Linked DNA regions of Rattus norvegicus: regions 1 and 2 are each linked to region 3. The links are chromatin contacts, called in public Hi-C maps. All regions are on one chromosome and are shown on one strand. Each heading gives the region's core, a stretch centred on a gene start, on an enhancer-like site or on the middle of the called end of the contact. The rest is flanking DNA. Distances are from core to core; before and after follow the strand shown.

Region 1 (4,249 bases), core at 263-2,762, 450 kb before region 3:
CTCCTTCAGTAAATCTCTCCTCTGCTTAAAAATTCATAAGCAGAGCTTCCTGACCCAGCCTCATGTTTTGGCCTTTCCTGGATGACAGAAGTGTCTTCCAATCCACAAGACTCAAGGTGCAGTCTGGGACTGAAGCTCACCACCAGAAAAAAAAAAAAAAAAACAACAACAACAACAAAAACAAAACAAAACAAAAAAAAAAAACAAACAAAACCAAGCCATGGAGGGCTGAAACCTGAGAATCTTCCTGTCCACCTCATCCTCTGTGAACTGGAAAAGGGCTGAAGATGTAGTAAATAGTTAGCCACACCAATGGGACTGATCTCCAGAAAACTCTCTGGGCTGCAGGATCAGTGTTTTCGCTGGTGAGCATGTGCAGATGCTGGTAGTGGTAATGACCTCTGGTCAGTCTGGTACACCCCAGGTATGACAGGAGAGGGTCTGGAAGCACCACACCTTGCCCATGTAACCTCCTCATCTGAATGCTTATTGTATCTCTTGATTTACTCCATGATAAATTGACAACAGGAAGTCAAGTGAGTCCTTGAGTTTTGTGCACTGTGCTAACAAGTTCATGAAACCTAGGGAGGAGCTCCTGGGAGGGAAGCACCCATGGTTCCAAGGAGATGGTGTCAGTACTGAATGAGACTGTAGGACCCTTCACCCAAAGTCACTGTGCTGTGCTGACTTAGAGGAAAGCAAGGTCAGCTTACTCCTCAGGCCTGTCACTCAGGCAGAGGTGTCCCCTCACCTGGTCCTTGGTAGGCCTGCGGATGGCCGAAGCCGGTGTCCCAGTTGTTGGCACTGCTGTTCCTCTGAGCGCCAGCCCCATCTGTCCTGGTGCCCCAGGCATCAGAGCTGTCCCAGTTCCCAGATCTGGGAGCATTCCAGGCTGACCAGGGGTCACTGCCACCACCAACCTGTGTGGGAGAGGAAAAGGAGTTCTTGTGATTCCTACAGGTTGTGACTCCACTTAGCTATGGGTCGACAGGGGAACTGAGAGCAACACAAGGGCTGGTACAGTCACTGGACATGGACCTAAGTCTCCACACACTAACCCAGGGGAGAACACGGGAGCACGAGATGAGAGATGGGTCAGCTCCACTGAGAGCACATCCTCCGACATCACCTGGAATGCCATTGCATGCTCCTGCCAAGGCTCTCCCCACTGACCTAACTGCTCTAAAGTAGGGACTCTAAGTAGTTCTTAATTCTCACTCACAATGAAGTAATACACGGTAAATGGAAAAATTCACGTGGAGTTGATCAGGCCTGCCGCTTTAGAACGTCTACCCGGACACACGGTAAACACCCTCCTTGCTCTGTAACTCACAGATCATGCCTGGCCCTTTACCTAAGCCCTGCTCCAACTAAATTTAGCACTGCCCAACATCCAGGAGCAACATATTCAATATATCTGTGTAAAAGTTTTCCTTTTCAGCCCTGTTCCTGGAATGATGACTCTGAGACTAAAATTTATTAATAAATGCCTGAGTCATAAGCTTTGCTTGTTTGCTGACTTGCTCATAACTTATCCCTTTTACTCTAACCTGGGTTCAGTGACGTGGCTGCTTTCCTTTCCTTGTCTCTTCAGAGTTCCTAGGGCGAATCTCCCAAGTTCAGCTACCTGCTGATTGGTTATCTCTCCCTCAGTCCTGGCCTGCTTCTTCCTCAGTGTCTTCCCTAATGTCTCCCCTTTATTCTACCCTGAGTTCATTTACCTGCTGCTGTATGTCCATCCTCTCCTCAGAGTCGCTGCTTGAATCTCTGTTCTATACCGAGTTCCTCTACTACTGCTTTACGTCCTTTCCTCAGCATTCCCACGTGACTCTCTCCTTGATTCTAACCTGAATTCATCTACCTCCTGGTTAGTTACCTCTCCTTCAGGCCAGTCCTGGCCTCCTTTCTCAGCATGTGGCTCTCAAATCTCCTGCCAGATGTCCCACCTCCTATCTCCTGCCTCTGCTCATTGGCCATAAGCTTTTTTTTATTGGCAGGTGATACTTAGATTCAAAGACCTTGTTACGTAAAAGTTATCAAAGCATCCTAAGACACAGAGGAACATGCACTCTAGCTGTATGACAGGGAGCTATGGCCTGTATAACATCCTGTTTAACAGGTGGATATTTCAAGCCATCCACTGAAAGAACTCACAGCATTAGCCTTGCATCTGACTGTCGCACCAGAAGGACCGAGAATGAACTTGGGATGGCCACTAAGGTAGCAGTGGCAGGCATGCACACAGCACACTCATGCATCTATAACACAGGAGCTATGCTCATGACAGAAGCAGTCAACGTGGTGTCTAATAAGCTAGCTTCTGAGAAGTACATCTCCAGGTGGTGTAAGTATCAGAATATGCTTAAACAAACCTAGCTATTCACCAATGCTATAGTAGATAAATATATGATATGGCCTACTGCCTAGGCCATATTGAACAAAACAACACAAGATGAAATCAGGTAGAGAGAGAATGATTCAATTACAAGATGCAGCACACACAGCATGTCTAACGTAATGCCACTGCTGGGGGAGGCAGCAGAGGGTTCTACAGCAAACTTCTTTTTCAAGAAGTAGATGTAGACGAAAGCCATGAGTTATAAAGAGTGGCGAGGGGTTGGGGATTTAGCTCAGTGGTAGAGCGCTTGCCTAGCAAGCGCAAGGCCCTGGGTTCGGTCCCCAGCTCCGAAAAATAGAAAAGTAAAATAAATAAATAAATAAATAAATAAATGGCGAACAATAAACCAGCAAAACAATTGTTCATCCATCATTATGCCCTCCCATGCATAACCTAATCCACACTTTTATGCGATGGGCAGCAAGCCGGTCGAGTAGATGTGTTTGCACCAGTGTCACCACATGTGCATGCACAAGCAACATCTTCTATTATGTATACCTATCTGTCATGATATCACCAATGGGAATGTTTAGATCCACTCCCATCTTATGAGGACACTCACATGCAGTCTACCACTGACCCAAACAAGGGCTACTCAGTGTTAAATCACAGACTGGGTGACAAGGCCAGAATCCTGGCCAACTAGGTGGATTTTGAACTGTTTTGTAACTATGGGGCCAAGAATGTTTCACATGGGTACAGTGACTGAGAACTCAGCCCCTAATGTTGACCTAGGCGTGGATCCCAGCTTTCCTACTGACAACGCACTTGCATATGAGCAATTCGCCCTTCTTAGCTATGTCTTAAAAATGGGATCTGTAACACTGATGTCCTCAGGGCATTTGTTAAGTATGAACCGATAAGTGCATACAGTTCTGACTGAATACGGATTCAGCAGAGCTATCTAAGCATGGGGGTTCACCTGAAATAGAGTCAGTAGAGTTATCTGCACATGGGGTTCACCTGAAATAGAGTCAGCACTTGATGAGGCAGAAAGCCTAAGGGTCTGACTGATACGGCCTGCTACTTAGCAAGTTCTAGAGGTTGCCTGGCTACACTGCGAGACCCTGTCCCAAAATAATGAAACCAGCAGTTCACTGAGAGGTACACCTCCTTTTCCAAGCTATGGCAGGAGGGCATGGAGAGAGCTCCACAGGGCGTAAGTGCCAGGTCACATTACTGGAAGTAGTTTTAAATAAGGAGATGAAACTAGGCATTAGGACACTTCTGCTAGTTAAAGATCTGCCTCCCTCAGGTACCCAGAGAGGAAGAAGGCAGCAGTGTAATCCTCACCTCATGGTGAAGCTCAGTGGCTACCCCCAGTGCTCAGGCTTTGGTAGAGACACTTTTGAGCTTCTAAATGCCAAGAGCATAATGTCTCCAAAGTCTAATCCCAATGAAATAAGCTGGCCTCCAAGATCTGTGCGAAAGATCCTTTGGCCATCAATTTATTTGCTCTCAATCCACCAACCCCTTTGTCATGAAACCAGCCATGTAGTAACCCACTCTGTTTCTTAGTTGAGGCCTCCACTTCCCTAGCCTTTCCTTCCCCTTTCCCTCCCCAGTCATGCTCACTGAGCAACACTTTCTACCTTCCCTTCCTGGTACCAGGATCTGTTTGCTCTACTGTCACTCAGAGCCAAACCCTTCACTAGATCTCACTACACAGTCAGGTCTCAGGAAGAGTGTCAGCTGACAGCCTGCGGCCCCACCTCCCTAGCAATCACACTGCCTGGCCAGGCCTGGGAGAGCGTCTTCACATTACAGCATATGGAAAAGCATTCCTCTCAGGGTTGGCTGGTAAATGTTTACTTCTTCATGCAGTTATTCATGTCTCAATTTACCTTATTT
Region 2 (4,316 bases), core at 1,471-3,970, 500 kb before region 3:
AGCTGGCTCAGCAGTTAAACACAGTGGACACTTCCAGAGGACTCAGGTTTGACTCCCGACATCCCCATGGTGACCCAAAGCTGTTTAACTCCAGTTCCGGGGATCCAGCTGGATCTTGTGGCCTTCTCAGACACGGCACATGTGTGTGGTCGGTACACAGACACACACACTGCAAAAACACCCCCAAACATTAAAACGTAAAAAATATTTTGAAAAGATTAGCTGAGTGGTTAACACATGTCATTTATTCCAACACCCAGGAGGTAGGGGCAAAGTGAGTTCCAGGCCAGCCTGGGTTATGAGATATTGCCTCAAAAAAAATTTATTCTTATTTCAAGTATACGGGTGTACTGCCTGAATGTACATCTGTGCACCACATGTGCCTGATGACCTCAGAGGCTAGAAAAGAGCATCAGATCTCCAGGAAATAGAGTTACAGACAGTTGTGGACTGCCACGTTAGTGCTGGGACTCATGATCTAGTCCTCTGGAAGATGGCTGCCAACACCTCTCCAGTCCTATTCCTTGGGGGAAAAGAAATGCCAAGGAAAAGAAAGTCACGTAGCTAGCTGGCCCTGGAGACAGGTGGCGATTTCAAGTTTAGAGTTATTCCATCCAACAATGAGGCATTTAGGATGTTTTAAAAGTGCAAAGCAGTATCTTTGCGATAACAAAGGCTCTCTTGTGATCCTCTCACAACATTATCAGCAAAGGCTACAATTTCTTTTAAAAAAAGAAATAAAAAGTGTCATTTTCGTTGACCAAGGAAAACAAACCCATAACTGTGAGTAACTCAGCCAATGGTCTACTGAAAGCAGACGGTTAGGTGTGGAGATAGAACAAGGGAGAAGGTTTAGAATGTGACAATTCTTTTCATCACAACTTCCGCTGTAAAATCCAAAGTACTGTATCATCGCCACCATGCAAGGGCATTGTGGTACAAACTCAGTTGCGGGATGGGAGACACCTGTTCCAAGTGGCTTCAGAGCCACTCTCACTGGGGTATGAGCACCACTTAGCTTTGTGAAGCCCGACTGAAAGACATTTTAGTCTCTTCCAAGTCACAATAACTTTGTATCATGAAATTAATGTCTGGGTTCTGAGAAATGCCTTCTGGAGTAGACATCTAAAATGGAGTGGAAAGTTCCACAGTTTTCTTTCAAGGCTGCAACAAATGACCACACTGGGACTTTTCAGGACAGAACTCCAATTGGAATAATGTGACACAGAATCCAGCTTCCCTAATCAAGCGACTGAGAGCAAGGCAGCTACTTGCCGTTTGCCTTTTCTGTATCCGTATTCGCCAGCATGTTTTGAGGTCTGGTAAGGTTGCCCAATCTGGTATGAAACTCCGCAGCTTAATCCCTCTACCCACTCACCCTCCCACCTTGACTAGGCAGAGCATGGGGTGTATCCCACCACACCCAGCTCGATAAATTACACATGAATGGCCTGGCCCAGGAAGTAGCAATGGATGTGTTCCCTTTAACACATGTGTATGCACACACACAGATACGTATGCAGCATCTGGAGTCAACACATGCAAACCTGAAGAAAGAACATGAAGCACTTTGCAAACAAGTGCTTTGCATTACTTCCCTCCCAAAATATAAGTGATCCTGTTTAGCTAGGGACACCAGGAGGACGAACAACTGGACACCCACTGTCTCAAGCCTGCCCTCCAAGGCTCGTCATGAAAATCCTACCCATCCTATCTGACTGCTGGCTTTATGCTACCTAGACTTTCTTGCGAATGTCAATTACAAAACTAGGGATCCGGAAGTTGCAGTTACCAGGAAGGCATGCACCGCATGACATCACCAAAATAGCCACACTCAAGGCTGTATTGCCTGGAGCAAGTGTCTTAGAGTCTTTGGGCCTCCGTTTGTTTACCTTTATTACGAGTTAAAAGTGTAAAGGTTGTGTAAGATTGTGTCTCTAAGGTCCTTAGCACAATGCTAATCTCAAGAACTCTATAGTCAATCAATGCAACGGCTTGCCCTCTCCTCAGCCCCAGCATAAAGATAAAGTCACCAGAGAGTATATTTGCTTCCAGGTTCTACTCCTGCTTCTGATGGAGTATTTATAGGAGGCAAATGAAGGGTGCCATCCAGGTTTCTCAAAGTCTGTTTTGGTGTCTACGTGTCATCCTTTCAGGCAAGGCAATGCAGCTTTGGTGTATTCAACAGGTGCACGAGCAAGGGAGCACTAGGTGGACTCCTCCTCAGGGCACCCTCTTCAGGGTGTCCAGAACATGCAAAGCTCCCGCACTGAGCACCAGGAGCGGAATTAGAGCCGGTTGGTTCTCCAGGAACAGACGCCCCCACCCCATCCCCACTCGGGAAAGAGCGCACCCGGAGACACCCCTCCCAGGGGAGAGCGACGCTTCGTCCAGACAGAGGGGCCAGCTCTCTGGTGTCCCTCGCACCTATTACTCCTGTGAACAAGCGCTCCTGGCGATCCCCAAGCGGCCGGGGTCCTCCCCGTCGGGGAACTGAACACCGCTAGTCCCCAGGACTCCACGGAGTCGAGCGCCTTTACTAACTCCCTGGCATCGCCGCCCGCGTGGGGAGCACGGGGAGCGCGGCACTCACCCAGCGTGGCCACCGCGCCGGCCTCAAAGAGTAGACAGTCGCCGCGGCCCCGCGCCTCCAGCAGCACGCTGCTCGGGCCGGTGGGGTCCAGCCGCGCCAGCAGTCGCAGCCCTTTGCTCAGCGCCATGGGCGCCGGGAGCACAGGGGAGCCGGGGCGGGGTCCTGCCCGAGGGCGCGCGGCTTCCAGGAGTTTCACTTTGTGCCGGGCTCCGGCGCCGCAGGCTCCTCCTCCTCCTCCTCCTCCTCTTCCAACGCCAGGACGGCCTCCTCCCCCCTCCTCCTCTTCCTTTTCCACCTCCTCCTCCTCTACCTCCTCCTCCTCCTCCTCCACCTCCTCCACCCTGGCCGCGCTGCGCTACCCCGGGCAGGTGAAGTGGCACCGCCGCCGGGCCGCTCCGACGACTGCCGCGCTCCCCCAAGCGGCGAGGCAGGCACCTGCGAGCCACAGTGGGGACCGGGACTGAGCCCCGTGGGTTTGCTTTCCTGGGTCGGATACTCCCGGACTGTCCTCCCTGCCGGGGGCAGCTGCGGGTGAGGGAGATTCCACACATTCCTCGCCGCGGAGGAGGCTGCAGCGGCGGAGAACATCAGGAGCCCGGACCCTGCCTGGACCGCGGCCTTATATGGGCAGCTGGGGGCTGCGGGCTGAGCAGGGCAGGGAAACCCTGCTGCCGCTTGCCCCGCGCAGCGCCCCCTCCAGCTCACCTCACCCCAGCACCTGCGACCCGGGATGGGGCCCTTGGGTTCTGTGCCTCAGTCTCCTGGAGCGGGACTGCAGAAGCGCAAAGTGACCTTCACTCTGAAGCTACCTTGGTGATTGAGTGTGTGCTTGTGAGTGGTGTGTGTGTGCCTGACACACTCTTTAAATGCTGCCTTCTACCGGGGACTTTAGTTCCCGGTCCAAAGTAAACTGGTGTTTGGGGGCAGGGATTACATCCTGTCGGAGAGATGCGACATACATTCCCTGTACCCCCATTTGCCACTACACCTTGACCTCGCTGAGATGCCCCTGGCCTCGCCTATTAGACTGTCAGGTGGGGACCCGGCCTCTCCCACCTGAGAATCTCAGCACGTGGTCTTGCTTAGCATTGATACTTAGTTTTCGATCCGAAACCTTCAAGCAACCCGAGGGAAGGCCTCTTGGTCTTGGGGTCCAGTCGGTCAGGATTGGTCAATGGTGGCAGACACCTTCAATCCTAGCACTAGGGAGGCAGAAGCAGGCAAAATTTAATTTTTATACAAAGTCACCAAAGCAAAATAAACAGCTGCTCCCTCCAGAGGGGTGACAGCAGTCCTGGGTGGTCCAGTGGAGAGGAAGAACTTGTTGGAAAGTCCTAGAGTAGGCTATCCACCTCCTCCTCCTCCTTCTCCTTTTCCTCTTCCTCCTCCTCCTCCTCTCCCCCCCCCCCCATTCTCCCTCAAACTCTGGTGCACCCTCTCGAAGGTCATCGTCCAACTGCTGGGATCTTCCCAACTGGGCATCCCACAAAAGCTTCAGGCCACGGGCCTGCTCTAGGGTCAACTGGTCACTCTGCTTCCATACTTCCTAATCAGATACCATGGTTACCACACCTTTCTTAGGGGCAGTGGGCAGGCCTGGTTGCCTCGGCCCCCGCTCCCGGGGAGCGGCTTTAGGAGCCCTGGACCCAGGCTCACAGTTAAAGTTGCTTTGTTCCCAAACTCCAGCAAAATCCTTTTCTATATAGTTCCTGAACCACTGGAA
Region 3 (4,615 bases), core at 1,419-3,918:
CTCTGCAAGTTCCCTGGACTTAAACATAGCCTCCAAGTCTTTAGGGTAAACAATATCATAATCCTTAAAACGTGTCTGCGTTTTTGGTGGGACACAGAAGACATAGATCGTAAAGTGCTTTTTGTTTGTAGACAGGAAAGCTCTTAGACCTTTACTGGCTCAGAAGCTCTGGAATGGGGCCAGCAGTCTGTGATCACGGAGCCCTTCTAGGTAACGCCAGTCATTAAGCTCAGATGAAGAGTGCCTGTTCAACAGGTGAGGAAGAACCTGCTTTGAAAAGCCAGGCTCTTAACAGCTGTGTGCACTCGAGTGCGTTATTCTTTCTGGGTTTATAGAGAGGGTTAAATGAAATAAAACATTTGAAACAGTAAGTGCTGTGCTTTCCATCAATCACCACAACAAAGCACTCAAGATAATTACCTTATAAAGAAAAGGAATCTATCTTTGCTCACAGATTTGGAGACTCCAGTCAGGATGGTGTTAGTCCAGATTAGGTGGATTCTGTCCCATCCATGCAAATCAGCAAACAAGACAGCTGTGGGCAAGGGTTTCCATCCACATCATGATGTGAACAGGTAACAGAGCAAAACTGTCTTTTTCTTTAATAGGGTCTTTCTATGTAGCCCTGCCTGGCCTGGGACTTCCTCTGTAGACCAGGCTGCTCTGGAACACACCTGCACACACCACCACACCTGGCATCCACTCCTGTCTTAAACAGAGCAAGGACAGGAAGAGGCTGTGGTCCCATGGCCCCTCTTGAATTAGCCAAAGCTGGATTTATAGGGCACACCTCTCAATGACTTAAGGGTTCCTGACTAAACCTCACAGTTCAATGGTTCTGCCAGCTTTGAACAGTATCATCTAATGGGCTCTTAGTGACTCAAAAAGATATAGAAAGTGCACATATGTTAGCAGCTATGGTCACTGTTATTATATGTGACAGGAAAGGAAAAGTGTTAAGTCCTTAATTCTTTGAACGTGTTAGTACAGCATTTGCCCACTCTTAAAGGGCCTACCCAAACCCTGAAACTAGGCTTCTAGGGAACCCAAAGGCCAAAGGCCAAAGGCCAAACACACTCTATGTGATCCCAATTGGACAGAAACAGAGCAGTGATTCTCAACCCAGCCAAGCATCAGAAATCGCATGCTGCCCCAGAGTTTCAGAGATATAATGTCCAATGGGAAAAATTGAGCAAATCTAACTGTTCATAGGCTAATGCCTTAAAACTACTAGAATCAATGGTGAACAACAATTAGACAATTAGAATACTTATGTGTACCAGACACTATGCTAATTCAATCACACACACACACACACACACACACACACACACACACACACACACACACACACAGAGAGACCTTTTACAAAATTGAAATTGAAACTGGGTCTTGTTTGGTTAACTAGGCCAGATTTGAATTTATGGTTCTTTTGTCTCAGCTTTTCAAGTGGTCAAGAAGGCTGTACAACACCACACACACACACACACACACACACACACACACACACACACACACACACACACCTCTCTTCAATTTTCACAGAAATCCTGTGAGGTACTGTTTCCATAGTTAGCAGTTGAGGGGAACAAGGTAATGAGAGGCTATATGACAGACACCAAGTTCACACAAATAAGCCATGCTTTACGACCTGGACGCAGGTCTGAACTAATAGATGGATTTAACTGCTGCAAAAACGAATGCTTTCATTTATCCGTTCCTTGGACTGGCATTTATTATACATGACCAGGTAATACGCTGAGAGCTGGGGAATACCAAATGAGTATAGATCTCCACCTCCACCCTCAAGAAGCCCATGCCCTTAGAGTGCTCAGAAAAAGAAAGAGGCAAAGGGCAGGCTTCCTTTTAAAAGGTGATGTCATGTGTCTCAGGTCTCAGGGTGAAAATGTTGGCTATTTCCCACTAGCTTCCTTCTCTCAATGGCAATTTACTAAATCTATCGCCATTGGCACATCGTCCTGCATGCAGGCTGCCAAGGATCCCGGCAACCCCGGGGCAACCTTGGAGCCAGTGTTAATAAATCCCGAGAGAGGGCCCCTGTGCTCTGCTGTCTAGATTGGCACCATTCATTCGGTCATTTAGTCAGCCCTGCGCGTTCACTGCGGGCGGGCAAATCAGACCTGGAAGGACCTGTGCTTTGGAGCTGGTAGAATGGTTCTCTTTCAGGACTGGGCACGTCACTTAAACCTGAAGTAACAACTATTTCGAAATTTCTCAGAAAGAAACGGGGAAAATATTGAGGTTTGCGTTTTAGAATCGTGGCGTGTTAGCGCTTAGATACAGTACAGTGTACCTGGAGTGGTAAACAGCTCCGGGATCCAAGCCAGGCTGAGACCCGGCTCCTGGCTCCATCTGCGACCTCTCACTGCCTCCTAGAGTCGGAACTGGGTATTCCCTCAAGTACACAAAAAAACTTACAAAAGTCCAACAAATCGTCACCTTGCACGAAGGCGAGTGATCCTCCCAGGAGGGCTGTCTTGTGGGATGTCGCCCTCGGCTCTGGGCTGGGGACAGAGAGCACCCCCTAAGTCTTCTCTCACTGCAAGAGTGTAATTGGGAAGACGCGGGGACCCGGACCCTTCTTCAGGTTACACAGGGAAGGCAGCTGCGGAACCTTTCTTCTCTCTCCCTTGAGCTTCTACTCGGGCCTCTTTAGTAACGGAAACAGTAGAGGAGACTTTAAATATGGAGGCCTCGGGTTCTGGGTCCGGGGAGTCTTCTGCAGTAGAAGCTCCAGGGTCTCAGGACGATCGGCTATTCCTGATTAAAGGTATGCTTGCCCTGCGCTGGGATAGGATGTTCTGGAACACATTCCGTTCTGAAAGCCCTTATCTTGGGCTTTATTTTTAACTCAGCCAGTGGGACCCATATGTCACAGGGTGAAGTCTCCTTGGGCAGGGACGAGTAAGTCCTGCCATCTAGTCTCTAGTCCATACTGTATTTATCCATCCTTATCTATAGATTTTTCTCGTGCCCTGCCCTTTTCTGATTGCCACTATCTCTTCTTCCCGTGGAAAATCTTTGCGCTGGGAAGGGGAAACACACCCATTCTTAGCCCTGAAGAACCCAGCTTCAGAGTGTTCCCTTGAACCAGAGGTCGTGAGATCACACAGGTTTCTCAGACCGCTTAGCCATGATGTTTCGAGTTTTGAATGTAATCCTGAAAATATCTGATACTAGGTTGTGGAAATCTTTTTTAATTTAAGCTTTATTTTTTTTTTTTTTGGTTCTTTTTTTCGGAGTTGGGGATCGAACCCAGGGCCTTGCGCTTTAAGCTTTATTTTTAATATCTTCTCCCAATTCTTGGCAGGTGGAATTTTCCTTGGTTCTGCAGCCGCAGCGGGAATGCTAGCTGGATTTGTTACAACATTATCACTAGCTAAAAAGAAAAGCCCCGAATGGTTCAATAAGGTTTGTGACTGAAATCCACTCATAGCATTACTATTCTTTTTAACAAAGGACAGCCACAGTCGCTATAAAGTGCCTAGCACATAGTAGGTGCTCTAAAAGCATTGGATGACTAATATAACCCACTTGAGACAGAAGACCATTATTCTTCAAGATTGTACATTTGTTCTCTGTCACATACCTGCCTTTTCTGGTTGGTGGGGAATTTCCTGATATGTATGTGTAGCTGTTTATAATGTTTTGTCTTTTCCCCTCCCACCCTTACTGCTGATTTATTGTTCACTTCACCTCAGCAAGTGTTGACTTGGGATCCTTTGTGTTTCAGTCACTCTGATTAAGGTGGAAGGGATACAAAAATAAACATGTCTGTCCCTCAGGAATTTAAATGTCTGCTGTGAGAGACACAATTAGATACTCATACAGATAACTCTGTAATTAGCCTGATGTGTGCTACAGAAGAATGTTATGTGAAAAACCATAAATCAATCGAATTCCCTTCCACTTATCTGTAATAGTCATACTTAAGCTTTGAATACTGTAAAGACAAGAGGCTATAATGTATCTAAAATGTTTTCCAATTCCCTCTCAATATTCTAAAGGTTTATGGAGCTACTAAGACCACATCTGTGGCTCTGCTGGGCCATTTTCTCCTGATATTATGTTTTTAGAGAAGAAATTAACTTGTGGCAGATGTCATTAAGGCCTAACCAATATTGGTGTTTTAACAGCCAAGCTTTGTTTGGTTTTCCAACCACAGGTTTGGTTATAATTAAATTATAATTATACAATACATAGGGATCTGTGTAAGAATCTGGTAAAAACCAGGGATTGTCTTCTTTCCACAGACTGACAACTTGGTTCTTTGTTTTGTTCTGGGATTGAATCGTAATGCATGCTGTTTGTGGTCTAACACACTTGTAAACAGTGGTCCACAAAATCCCAATGATCCTTGAGACAACTCATTTCCTATTCAAGTTTAGAGACACGCCCCGATGGCACAGAGCAGTGGCATAGTCATGGTGGCTGTGGCATAAACCAGTCCCTTGCAACCACTATGTACTTCATTGTAATGCAGCAGTAGCTTTAAAAAGAATTCATTAGGTAAATGTCGTTGTTGAAGTGGTAAAATTATTACCTCTTCAATAATGACACTTGGATATGCCTGACTTTTAAATTTCATGGGAGG

What was found. A called contact is a pair of places that touch in the nucleus more often than the background predicts.
Region 1: a contact with region 3 is called in a Hi-C map of liver, with 2.7 times the contacts expected there. The contact joins the enhancer-like site here to the promoter of Tmem242 in region 3. A contact is called at or near these places in 8 of 12 Hi-C or Micro-C datasets (the A7r5 cell line, Schwann cells, frontal cortex and 5 more).
Region 2: a Hi-C map of the A7r5 cell line shows a contact between it and region 3, with 3 times the contacts expected there. The contact joins the promoter of Synj2 here to the promoter of Tmem242 in region 3. A contact is called at or near these places in 4 of 12 Hi-C or Micro-C datasets (the A7r5 cell line, the Rat2 cell line, frontal cortex and 1 more).

The regions. Positions count from the first base shown.
Region 1 is chr1:48,875,599-48,879,847 of GRCr8, reverse strand. It overlaps Snx9 (sorting nexin 9), which reads right to left. Exons shown (of 18, transcript NM_001127637.1): 5 at 752-920. Among named protein-coding and RNA genes, the nearest start is that of Synj2, 46 kb to the left of the region's middle. Within about 2 kb of position 1,512, at least 2 of the 93 cell types and tissues checked have an H3K27ac peak or open chromatin away from gene starts, as enhancers often do. A contact at or near this core is called in liver, where this site is marked.
Region 2 is chr1:48,922,281-48,926,596 of GRCr8, reverse strand. Synj2 (synaptojanin 2) reads right to left here and starts at 2,720. Exons shown (of 28, transcript NM_001113371.1): 1 at 2,594-2,720. The coding sequence starts at 2,720. It also overlaps the pseudogene Mrto4-ps2.
Region 3 is chr1:48,422,686-48,427,300 of GRCr8, reverse strand. Tmem242 (transmembrane protein 242) reads left to right here and starts at 2,668. Exons shown (of 4, transcript NM_001144860.2): 1 at 2,668-2,791; 2 at 3,332-3,432. The coding sequence starts at 2,707.